2 separate regions of the Sus scrofa genome follow, and region 2 is linked to region 1. Evidence: chromatin contacts called from public Hi-C data. All regions are on one chromosome and are shown on one strand. The core of a region is the stretch at or near the end of the contact, and the rest is flanking DNA. Distances in the headings are between cores, read along the strand shown.

Region 1 (5,716 bases), core at 318-2,817:
AGCGGATATTTAAAATCCAACTATCCCCAGAAAAATACAATACACGAAATTAATCCAAGTACTTTTTTAGAATCAGCCAACAAAGAACATTACTGTACAAACCAACTGAAAGTTAAGGTCACTAAGATATGTTCATTCACTCCTCTCTTCTGTTAAGCAATGCCCAGAGCAGCCGAAAAAGTTACTTTCCTTTCTATCTATGTCAGATTGAAATTCTTTTTCACAGGTAGATTTTCATAGGCAATGATATACACCATACATAAATATCAAAAAGTACCCAAAAGTTAAGTGTTCAGCATGGGAAGGGAACCCCACAAATGCGAAAACATTTGACAGCCTCTCCCTACCACCTCCTCTCCGCAAAGCCGTTTCATTAGCTTTACAAATATTTACACTCTGAGCGAGTGGTTCGACCCGTCTCCTACAACAAAACCCTAACAGGGAAACACAACCAACCGTCCTGACTCTCCCCAACAGTTAAGAAGACCGAGAGAATTATTAGTAGTTGACACCTACAGGATCAGGAGTTTGAGAGAAGATAAGCAGTGTATTGGCAGATGAGTTTAAGAAAAAAAGAAAATGAAAAAGAAACACCCGGAAAACTGGGAAAGAAGTTGGTAGGAAGGTTAGAGAGAGGCGAGGCCAATGTCCGGTTCTAAGAGAACAGCAATGCAGGTGCAGACAGCGACTAACGAAGCATTTGGAAACGCCGATGAGAGTTCTACGAAAGACCTGACAAGGGTACAAGATACAAGAACGCTGATACGTGGCACAGAGAAGACACGCGGGGGTGGGACCCGCCCGAGGTGGGACCCGCCCCGCTAACCCTAGGCTTTCTGAATGAGCCCTCAAAGAAGGATCTCAGCCTGAGAAAGTCAATGGGTTCAAGAAGGCCCACACCAGCCGGGCAACGCCGCAGCACGGAAGGCGGCCGCGCGCAGAGCCTCCCGGTCCGAGGCCTCGGGGTCGGCCCTCAAGAAGTCGAGGAGCTCCTGGGGCTCCGGGCCCCTACAGGCTCAGCCTCCGTCCTCTCTTCTCACCCCCCACGGCCTGGGACCGGACCCCTAGAATTGACAGGAAGTCTCCGGCCGAGCGCTCTTGACAGGCACTGGGCAAAAAAAAGCAGTATGCTCTTAGCGCCACGAGTGACACTCACCGGCCCGAAACCTCGAATGAAACCAGCAGCTTCGGGGGCGGCGGCAGCAGTGGCAGCAGGAACCGAACATCCAAAATGGCGGCTCCCTCAGCCTCACCACCGCTACTGCAGGCGGAAGGATTCTTAGGAGGGAGGGAGTTTTTTTTAACTAACTTCGCACACTATCGCAGAAACTTCAGTCCCTAGCTCCCTCTGCTTGTTGATCCCTTGTCCCCTGGCTGCAATTTCTCGTGCCTCCCCCCTCTTATTATCCAGGAACTCGGACCCCACCGAGGACTATTTGCCAAGGAGGAGGTGACTGCTCTGGCAGAGCGACGCAAAGCGTAGCAAAATTCGGGGCTGTCACTGATGACGCGAGACGCTGCTGCCGAGTCACCGCTGCGAAGAGTAGGAGCAAGAAAGATCCGGTCGACCCCGGGGCCCAGGGACATTGGTTCCGCTTGGGGTAGGGGGTGGGGAAGCTGGGCTACCAGGAAGTGGCGGGGCCACCTGAAGAGGGTGGGGCTTGCAAGGTAGCGGAGGAAGTGGAGAGCCGAGGCAGGTGGGGGCGGAGAACTCTGAGCTAGGCTAAGTGGGTCCTATGCCATGAGAACCCTAGATTCTTTTCCTATCTTCTTTGAGACCTTAGCATTCTCTTTAGGTTTAATTTCAGAAACATACTCCAAGTGATCTTGGACTCTGAGGTTTTATGGCACCTTGGAACGTATTTTGTGAAAATAGAGTTAGAAGGAGTTCCCGTTGTGGCTCAGCGGGTTGTGAACCCGACTAGAGTCCATGAGGATATGAGTGGGTTAAGTATCCGGAGTTGCCATGAGCTGTGGTGTACTCTGCAGACGCGGCTGGGATCCTTCCTTGCTGTCTGTGGCTGTGGCTTAGACCAGTAGCTCAGATTGGACCCCTAGCCTTGGAACTTCCATATGCCACATATGCGGCCCTAAAAAGCAAAAAAAAAAAACAAAAAAAAAAAAAAGCAGAAGACACAGAAGAACAGATTCCAACCCCAGTATCATCTCTCAACCTCCTGCATTGAACAAGACATTTAAAGTCTCTGGGACTCAGTTTTCTCATGTAAAAAAAGAGGATTTGGACTATCGATAGCTAAAACCTTTCAGAGTGTGCCTTCTCACTGACTCCATGCCATGATGACCTGCGCCAAAGACAGGCCAACTATACAGGCCAACCTGAGGCATCAGCCAGGTCCTGGCTTGATAAATAATTACTAACACCTTACACGAATATTTTCCACGTGCACATAAAGACTACCATGATATCTTGGCCTGTTTAAAGGAAAGGTGACCTATCTAAACTAAAATCATTCAGGTAGAATGGCAATAGAATATCCCCAAAAGTGAACAAAGCACAGCACCTAGCTAGATGACAAAGAGCTGAATCAACCACAAACCTTGAGTTTAGGACCTGTCATAGACAGGAGGTTTTTTTCCTTAGCCATTTTCAGGAAGGGATTTCAAAGCATTTTACAAAAATTGAGTAGGGCCACCTTACAATTTTGCTCTTGAACAATTGGGGCATGCCAAGGCTGGAAAGAAAGGAGACCAAGAGTGTAATAATAGTAACATCATTTTTATTAAATATTGATATTGCATTGTATATAATAAGTTCTTCATATATATAATTTAATTTGACCCACATGACCACCTCCTGAGTCGGACTAGCTTAGTTTTAGGAGTTCCCATTGTGGCTCAGCAGGTTACAAACCTACTATCCGTGGGATGCAGCTTGAATCCCTGGCCCCACTCAATGGGTTAAGGATCTGGCAGTGCCCAAGCTGTGGTGTAGGTCACAGACCAGGTATAAACCGGCAGTTGCAGCTCTAATTTGACCCCTAGCCTGGGAGCTTCCATATGCCGCCAGTGCAGCTTTAAAAAAAAAAAAAAAAGAGCTTTGTTTTACAAATAAGGAGACAGACTCAGAAAAGCTGTGACTTGCTGAACTACTCTCCCACTCCCTAACCCATTGGGGTTCTACATGGTGCTACCTTATGAATTAGAAAATAATATACATCCACCCACCCCTCTCCCATACTTAGGGTGGTATCAACCGAGAGCAAATCATTTGGAGAGAATGCTTAAGGAATTCAGTCACCTCATACCCCCTCCTTGCACTGCTCTACAGTGCAGCCCTGGATCACAGGGCAACTAAAGAAAAGTGTAAAATGGGAGTTCCCATCATGGCCCAGTGGTTAACGAATCCAACTAGGAACCCTGAGGTTTCGGGTTCGATTCCTGGCCTTGCTCAGTGGGTTAAGGATCCGGCGCTACTGTGAGCTGTGGTGTATGTAGGTCGCAGACTTGGCTCGGATCCCGCATTGCTGTGGCTCTGGCATAGGCTGGTGGCTACAGCTCCGATTGGACCCCTAGCCTGGGAACCTCCATATGTCATGGGAGCGGCCCTAGAAAAGGCAAAAAGACAAAAAGAAAAAAGAAAAGTGTAAAACGAAAATACCATGATAATGCCAACACAGTTTTCTTTGAGGCATAGCTACGCATGAACGCATGCTAAAGTAAAATATGAGGTTCCTATAAAAGTAGGGTGCTTGCCGGTTGCAAAGCAGTCAGCTAAAGTGTTCTGTTTGCAAGTCACAATTTACTTATAAGTTGAATTTGTGTTTACCATTGCAAACCACAAAATTTAAACCATACTCTTAAGAAAGGGGAAGGAACTCCTACTCTACCAGGCCAAGTGGCAGAACATTAAAGAAAAAATGATGACAAACATCATAAAGTATAAATCCCCTTCATATATTTTTTACTTTATAATCACCAAATTCCTCCACTAATGCAACTGAAAATTAAAAGCAATTGACCCAATATAAAGCATAATCGTCACTATCCTGGGGTCTTTGGTTTCTGTGGCTAGCTATTAAAGCTTGGGAAGACTTAATCCCCCGTCTGCTCAAACATAATCTCAAATTTCAGATAAATAAATTACAGCATATCATGGAGTTCCCGTCATGGCTGAGCAGAAAGGAATCCAACTGGTATCCATGAGGACATGGGTTCGATCCCTGGCCTCACTCAGTGGGTTAAGGATCCAGCGTTACCATGAACTGTGGTGTAGATGGAAGACATGTAGATCTTGGTGTTGCTCTGGCTGTGGTGTAGACCAGAAGCTGCAGCTGCAATTGGACCTGTAGCCTGGGAACTTCTATATGCCACCGGTACAGCCCTAAAAAGCCAAAAAAAAAAAAAAATTGCAGCATGTCAGTAAAGTGGAATACTATACTGCCAATAAAATACACCTCGATCTTTTTTTTTTTTTTTTTTTTTGCTGCACCCAGGGCATGTGAAAGTTCTTGGGCCAGGGATCAAACCTGTGCCACAGTAGTGACCCAAGCTACTGCAGTGACAACACTGGATCCTTAGCCCATTACACCACCAAAGAAATATCAAACTTCTATCTTAATTAGTATGAAACAGCAAATTTTTTAAAACATATTAAAAATAGTATTATAAAATTAGCTTGTAAAAAGTGTATATATACATAGAAATAAAATTGAAGGATAAGGAGTTCCCGTCATGGCTCAATGGAAAGGAATCTGACTAGCATTTTTAAGGACACAGGTTCTATCCCTGGCCTCGATCAGTGGATTAAGGATCCTGAGTTGCCTTGAGCTGTGGTGTAGGGCGCAGATGCAGCTCAGATCCTTCGTTACTGTGGCTGTGGCGCAGGCTGGCAGCCGCAGCTCTAATTCAACCCCTAGCCTGGGAATTCCATATGCTGAGGGTGTGGCCCTAATTAAAAAAAAAAGTTGAAGGATAAAACTAAAATGTAAAAATGATCATCTTTGGATGATGGGATTATAGAGAACCGTTATTACGTTTTGTTTTTGCAATAAGCATAATTTTATTTGGGAAAAAAAGACTTTTACATTTGGGGTAAAAAGTTTTATGGATCCAAATGCTAAAGGAGGTTTGTGTTTTTGAAACAGCAACAGATTGGAAAAGTTCAAGAAACTTCTAGGAATAGAAAATGGCTGAGAGAAAAAAATATTATTTTTACTTTATTTACTTATTTATTTGCTTTTTTAGGGCCACACCTGAGGCGTATGGAGCTTCCCAGGCTAGGGGTCTAATCAAAGCTACAGCTGCTGGCCTACACCACAGCCATAGCAACTCCAGATCCAAGCTGCAACTGCAACCTATGCCACAGCTCACAGCAACACTAGATCCTTAACCCACTGCGTGAGGCCAGGGATCAAACCCACACCTTCATGGTTCCTAGTCAGATTCATTTCCGCTGCACCACAATGGGATCTCCAAAAATTATTATTTTTGTAGTCTTGGCTTTTTTTTTTTTTTTTTTTAAGGGCTGCACCGACAGCACATGGAAGTTCCTAGACAAGGGGGTTGAATTGGAGCTACAGCTGCCAGCCACAGCCACAGCCACAGCAATGCCAGATCTGAGCTGTGTCTGGGACCTACACCTCATCTCACGGCAACACCGGATCCTTAACCCACTGAGTAAGGCCAGGGATGGAACCTGCATCCTCATGGATACTAATCGGTTTCCCACTGAGCCACAACAGGAACTCCTAGTTTT
Region 2 (5,383 bases), core at 628-3,127, 130 kb after region 1:
GGCGTAGGCCGGTGGCTACAGCTCCGATTCAACCCCTAGCCTGGGAACCTCCATATGCCGCGGGAGCAGCCCAAGAAACAACAACAACAACAACAAAAAGACAAAAAGACCAAAAAAAAAAAAAAAAAAAACTTAAGCAGAGATGGAAAATACAATAACTGAAATGAAAAATTCACTAGAAGCAGCTAACAGCAGAATATAGGAGGCAGAAGAACGAATAAACGAGGTGGAGGACAGATTAGGGGAAATACAGTTGGATGTGGAACAGAAAAGAGAAAAAACATTGGAAACAAATGAAGAGAGTCTCAGAGAACTCTGGGACAATGTTAAACGCACCAACATCTGTACTATAGGGGTGACAGAAGAAGGAGAGAGAAGGGGACAGAAAAAATATTTGAAGAGATAATAGCCAAAAACTTCCCTAACGTGGGAAAGGAACCACTCACTCAAATCTAGGGAGCACAACGAGTTACCATATAAAATAAACTCAAAGAGGAATGCCCCAAGACACGTATTAATCAAACTGACCAAAATTAAAGACAAACAGAAAATATTGAAAGCAGCTAGGGAAAAGAAACAAATAACATACAAGGGAACCCCAATAAGGTTATGGCAGATTTTTCAGCAGAAACTCTGCAGACCAGAAGGGAGTGGCATGATATGCTTAACGTGATGAAAAAACCTCCAACCAAGATGACTACCCAGCAGCTACAGCTCAGATTTCACACCTAGCATAGGAACCTCCATAGGCCACTGATGCAGCCCTAAAAAGATTAAATAAGTAATTTTAAAAAAAGGATACAATATGCTATTTGCCCAAGACAAACTGACTCACAGACATTTAAAAACCTTAAAAAGGGGCAGGTTGGGGCCAGGAGAGATGGGCTGTGGATTTGGGACAGAAACATAAAGTTAGGTTGTGATGATGGTTGTACAATTCAATTTAATATTCCCCGAGTTAAAAAAAAACAAATATTAAAAAAAAAGATGAAAATAGGCACCTTGGCAGATGAATCCATCAGAATAAACACATAGAAGTGAGACAGCAGCTTTATAAAGAAATAATGCTCTCTGTGGGGGGGGGGGATGGGGAGGGTCAGTAGTGGGAACTAAAACGTTTCAAATACCAAGAAAATAAGAGTTTGCTATTTAGGTACAAGCTTTCTGAGCAGAGGACTCAGTCGGGGCTACAATGAGATTGGTGCCAGGACATTTTCAGTTTTCAAAGTTCAGTAAGTCTTCATTTCCTGACACCCTTATAAACATACATACGTTTTAGGCTTTTTTTTGGGGGGGGTGTCTTTCGTTCTTTTTAGGGAGGCTAGGGGTCTAATCGGAGCTGTAGCCACTGGCCTAGCCCAGAGCCACAACAACGCCAGATCCGAGCTGTGTCTGCGACCTACACCACAGCTCAGTTGCCGGATTCTTAAGCCACTGAGTGAGGCCAGAGATCGAACCCGCAACTTCATGGTTCCTAGTCAGATTCATTAACCACTGAGCCATGATGGGAACTCCCAGATATACTCTCAATCCATTCTTTACCTAAAGCACAAGCACTCCACCAAAATGTTTAACTTAAATGATCCAAAAAAAACTGGTTAGAGTGTTGTTCAGACTCAAAGAACCAACCAGTAAGCAGTCAGAACGTCCAGATTACAAACCACAGAAGAGTTCGCACGCGCCCTAGCTGAGCGCTCTGCCCCTGGGCGACTCTCCGCCCAGACGCCGGGAGGTCGAATTTGCTGGCGGAAGAGGCGTGATCATCGCGCAAAGCGTCCAACCAGCTCCTAAGGGCAGAGCAGGGCCTTTTCCCGCCTCGGAGGAAGCCAGCCCCACCCTCCTGCCCGGCGATTGGTGAGTCGGAAAAGGGGCGGGGATTAGAGGACTCACCACCATCCTCTCCAATGGAAACGAGACAGAGGCGGGCCCAGTGGAGGAAGAAGCATGGCGTGGCGACAGCTCAAAGTGAGTCCAGCTGGTGCTGATGTACAGCTGAGAGGGAGGACTACTGGGATGCGGACCGAGGGGAGGATGGAGGGCTAGCCTGGGCCAGGTGTGGACCAGAGGCGCTCCAAGAGCATAGACCTCTTTGGCACATTGTCTGACTGTGAGGGCAGCTGCAAATGATCGTGCGTGTGCATTTACACGTGTGCTTGGTCACTGTGTGTAAATGGCAAATGTAAGCCGATCTGTGTCAGCGCACTCGGGCCTTTGTTAAGCCTGGCATAGGGACGCTAGTGAATACAGGACCGCCTAGCCCCCTGTGTTGGATCCAACCTGGAACTAACTTTAGTAAGACACGGCCCCAACCCCTTTAGATAAAATTTTAGGGCAGGGTCTGTGTAACGGCGCTCAGCTATTTGTTGATCGACCTGAGGGGCGTTCCTACAATCTGGAGTCTAGAAGCAAGAAAGTAACTGCTGCAGCTATGTTGATGGCTAGGAATGATCCTTAAAGGCACATCGGATTAGGTCTTTATTACTCCCTTGTTTAGGGAACAAAACACATCTTTATGCTGGCCAAAAATCCCTGCCTGTCTCCCCAGCTTTTTAAGCCATACTTTTCCTCACTCCTTGGTTCCAGATAAACCTTTCCCCATCCCTCATTACTTGGATGCAGCTCATTTTCCTGTGCAGCCAGAGAGAAAACCTGTACACACAGCCATCCCCATCCCCTGTACACACAGCCATCCCAAAGTAACTTCTATTTATCCTATGAACATCGGCTTTAAGGCACTTCCTCAAGGAAGCCTTTCTCTTACCTCTCAGATTGGGTAGGTTCTGCCATCACCCTTTGCTCTTTTTCATAGCACTGTCACAGTTACGTCTGCATGATCATCGATTTGTCTCCTCCTGAGGTTGTACTTTCTCATTAAGACAGGGACTGATAGGAGTTCCCGTCGTGGCTCAGTGATTAGTGAATCCGACTAGGAACCCTGAGGTTTCGGGTTCGATCCCTGTCCTTGCTCAGCGGGTTAACGATCCCGTGTTGCTGTGAGCTGTTGTGTAAGTTGCAGACATGGCTCGGATCCAGCATTGCTGTGGCTCTGGCGTAGGCTGGCAGCTACAGCTCTGATTCGACCCCTAGCCTAGGAAACTCCATATGCCGAGGGAGCGGCCCAAGAAATGGCAAAAAAGACAAAAAAAAAAAAAAAAAAAAAAAAAAAAAAAAAAAAAGACAGGGCCTGGTAGGTTTAGGCCATCTTTGTTCAGTCACTATGCACTGAATGATCGCATTAATGGATTAGTAATTCAGCATCTGGCAGTGATAGAGAAAAGCATTATGAGCAACATCTGAGCTTGATCCTAGAAGACCCGACAGTCCTTTAAAAATTTTTTTTTTTGCAACTTTGTTATCTTGAAATGTAATGTCCTAACTTGGATGTAAAACAGAAATGAATTTATAATAAAATATGTATTTTGACCCATAAATGGTAGGGCATGAGTCACCTAGGTAATGAGTCTGGTGTTTAAACCTCTACTTAGAAATTCTAGTGTGACAGGTACATTTTATTGTCAAACTCAAGCAAAGCACTGAACCATTCTAGATGGGATTTTCTGAAATGGTGAGTGATTCTTGGTAACATTCTGTGCAAAACAGTACAGTCATTCATTAATCTACAAGGTAACTGCATTCCTAGAAAGTCAATGCAGATGAAAACCAGACAGGAGTAGGCATTCCCATTGTGGCTCAGCAGTAACAAACCTGACTAGTAACCATGAGAATGCGGGTTTGATCCCCGGCCTCCATTAGTGGGTTAAATATCTGGCGTTGCTGTGCACTGTGGTATAGGTTGTAGACACAGCTTGGATCCTGCATGGCTGTGGCTGTGGTGAAGGCCAGCAGCTGCAGCTCTTATTCAGCCCCTAGCCTGGAAACTTCCATATGCCATATGTGTGGCCCTAAAACTCAACAACAGCACAACAAAACAAACAACAAAACCACACACAGGAGATTGTGTTGATAAATACAATAAATAGAGTTGGTGGCTCTAGGCTCAGCTATTTTTACCTAGTGAATGTCAGTAGGATGTTCAAATGTCATACGGGTTGGAGACAATTCTGACTTTGCTGGTTGCTGCTCACTAAAAGGATTAGCATTCTCCTCCAGATGCCTACCGCATGTCCCTAGAGGGCAGTACTGCCCCTCTTGAAACCTCTAGCCTGCAGGCCCTCGGCCAGAGGAATGTGTGTCAGCACAAGTGGAGATACAGCCTCCGACCGTGAGGCAGAAACGGAGGAGACCAGGGTTATCCCAAGGCAAGGGACACGGCTTCCCACGAAAGGCGGTCATGTCCTCTCTGTGCAAAGGGCTCCGAGAGGGTGCTGCAGCCTCACCCTGAGGGGGACCCACTGGCTCTCTTTTCCAGAAGCGGGCCCAGGATGCCATGGTGATCCTGGGGGGCGGAGGACTTCTCTTCGCCTCCTACCTGACAGCCACGGGGGATGAGCGTTTCTACAGGGAACTCCTGATGCCGGCTCTGCAGGGGCTGCTAGACCCAGAGACAGCTCACAGGCTGGCCATTCGCTTCACATCCCTGGGGCTCCTTCCTCGGGCCACGTTTCAAGACTCTGACATGCTGGTAGGTGCTCCTGTAACACCTTGGGCAATAGATACAAGGGTCAAGGTCAGAGTCCCCTAATGTATTCAGCTGGGGCTGATCCTCTTGAAAACTAGAGCCCCAGGTTAGCCCCTCCAAGAGTCATCCCCATCTACAGATCAGGAACACTGAGGCACAGGGTAGTTAAGCGACTTACCCAAAGGCACACAGCTGGAAAGTGGCAGAGCCAGGATTCAAACCCATGGAATCTGGCTTGGCATCTGTCCCCTTGGCCACCATTTGCCTGGCCGAGGTCTCAGTAGCTTGGGGCTCACTTCTGCTGAAAAGGGAAGCGTGCCAGCATCTAACATGACGTCAGCACGTCTAGCCAAGCCCTTCGAGGAGAGCATGCAGCTCCTGTCCCAGCCTCATTCCGTGCTTCATTCAACACACAGGCCCCAGCATGGGTCCCCTACTTTTCTGTGTGCTGGGGTCTCTGCAGCTAACAATGTGGAAGCCTCCACGTCCTCATCTCTTGACAGTTTTGAGAGGCTTCTTACCAAATTGGGGGTGGGGGGGGATTACAAGGATTATGAGCATGAAGACAACATCAACAAGCAGCACTCACCTCCTTGGGGAAGGGTTACTTTATCCAAGAGGCCTTTTCTCCATTTTCCCTTTTCATTTTAGAATCTCGTTTACTTCCCGTCTTAAAGTTTTCAGCAGTTGTGTCACCTTTTTTTTCAAGAGGTGAAAATCCTCATTGTATTCCTTTCCGTTCGAGAAAACGGGTACTAAGGTAGGTCTTTCCTCAAAGCCAAGTGGCATAAAGAGACCTTTGGC

What was found. A called contact is a pair of places that touch in the nucleus more often than the background predicts.
Region 2: a contact with region 1 is called in a Hi-C map of epiblast stem cells, with 2.3 times the contacts expected there. The contact joins the promoter of DHODH here to the promoter of AP1G1 in region 1. A contact is called at or near these places in 2 of 47 Hi-C or Micro-C datasets (epiblast stem cells and liver) and 1 of 2 datasets of contacts at active chromatin or transcription factors (alveolar macrophages).

The regions. Positions count from the first base shown.
Region 1 is chr6:14,808,254-14,813,969 of Sscrofa11.1, forward strand. AP1G1 (AP-1 complex subunit gamma-1) reads right to left here and starts at 1,568. Exons shown (of 24, transcript XM_003126897.6): 1 at 1,157-1,568.
Region 2 is chr6:14,941,021-14,946,403 of Sscrofa11.1, forward strand. It overlaps DHODH (dihydroorotate dehydrogenase (quinone), mitochondrial), which reads left to right and starts at 1,878. Exons shown (of 9, transcript XM_021093829.1): 1 at 1,878-1,965; 2 at 4,370-4,582. The coding sequence starts at 1,945. All of the region lies in intron 3 of LOC102158108 (a long non-coding RNA gene), which reads right to left.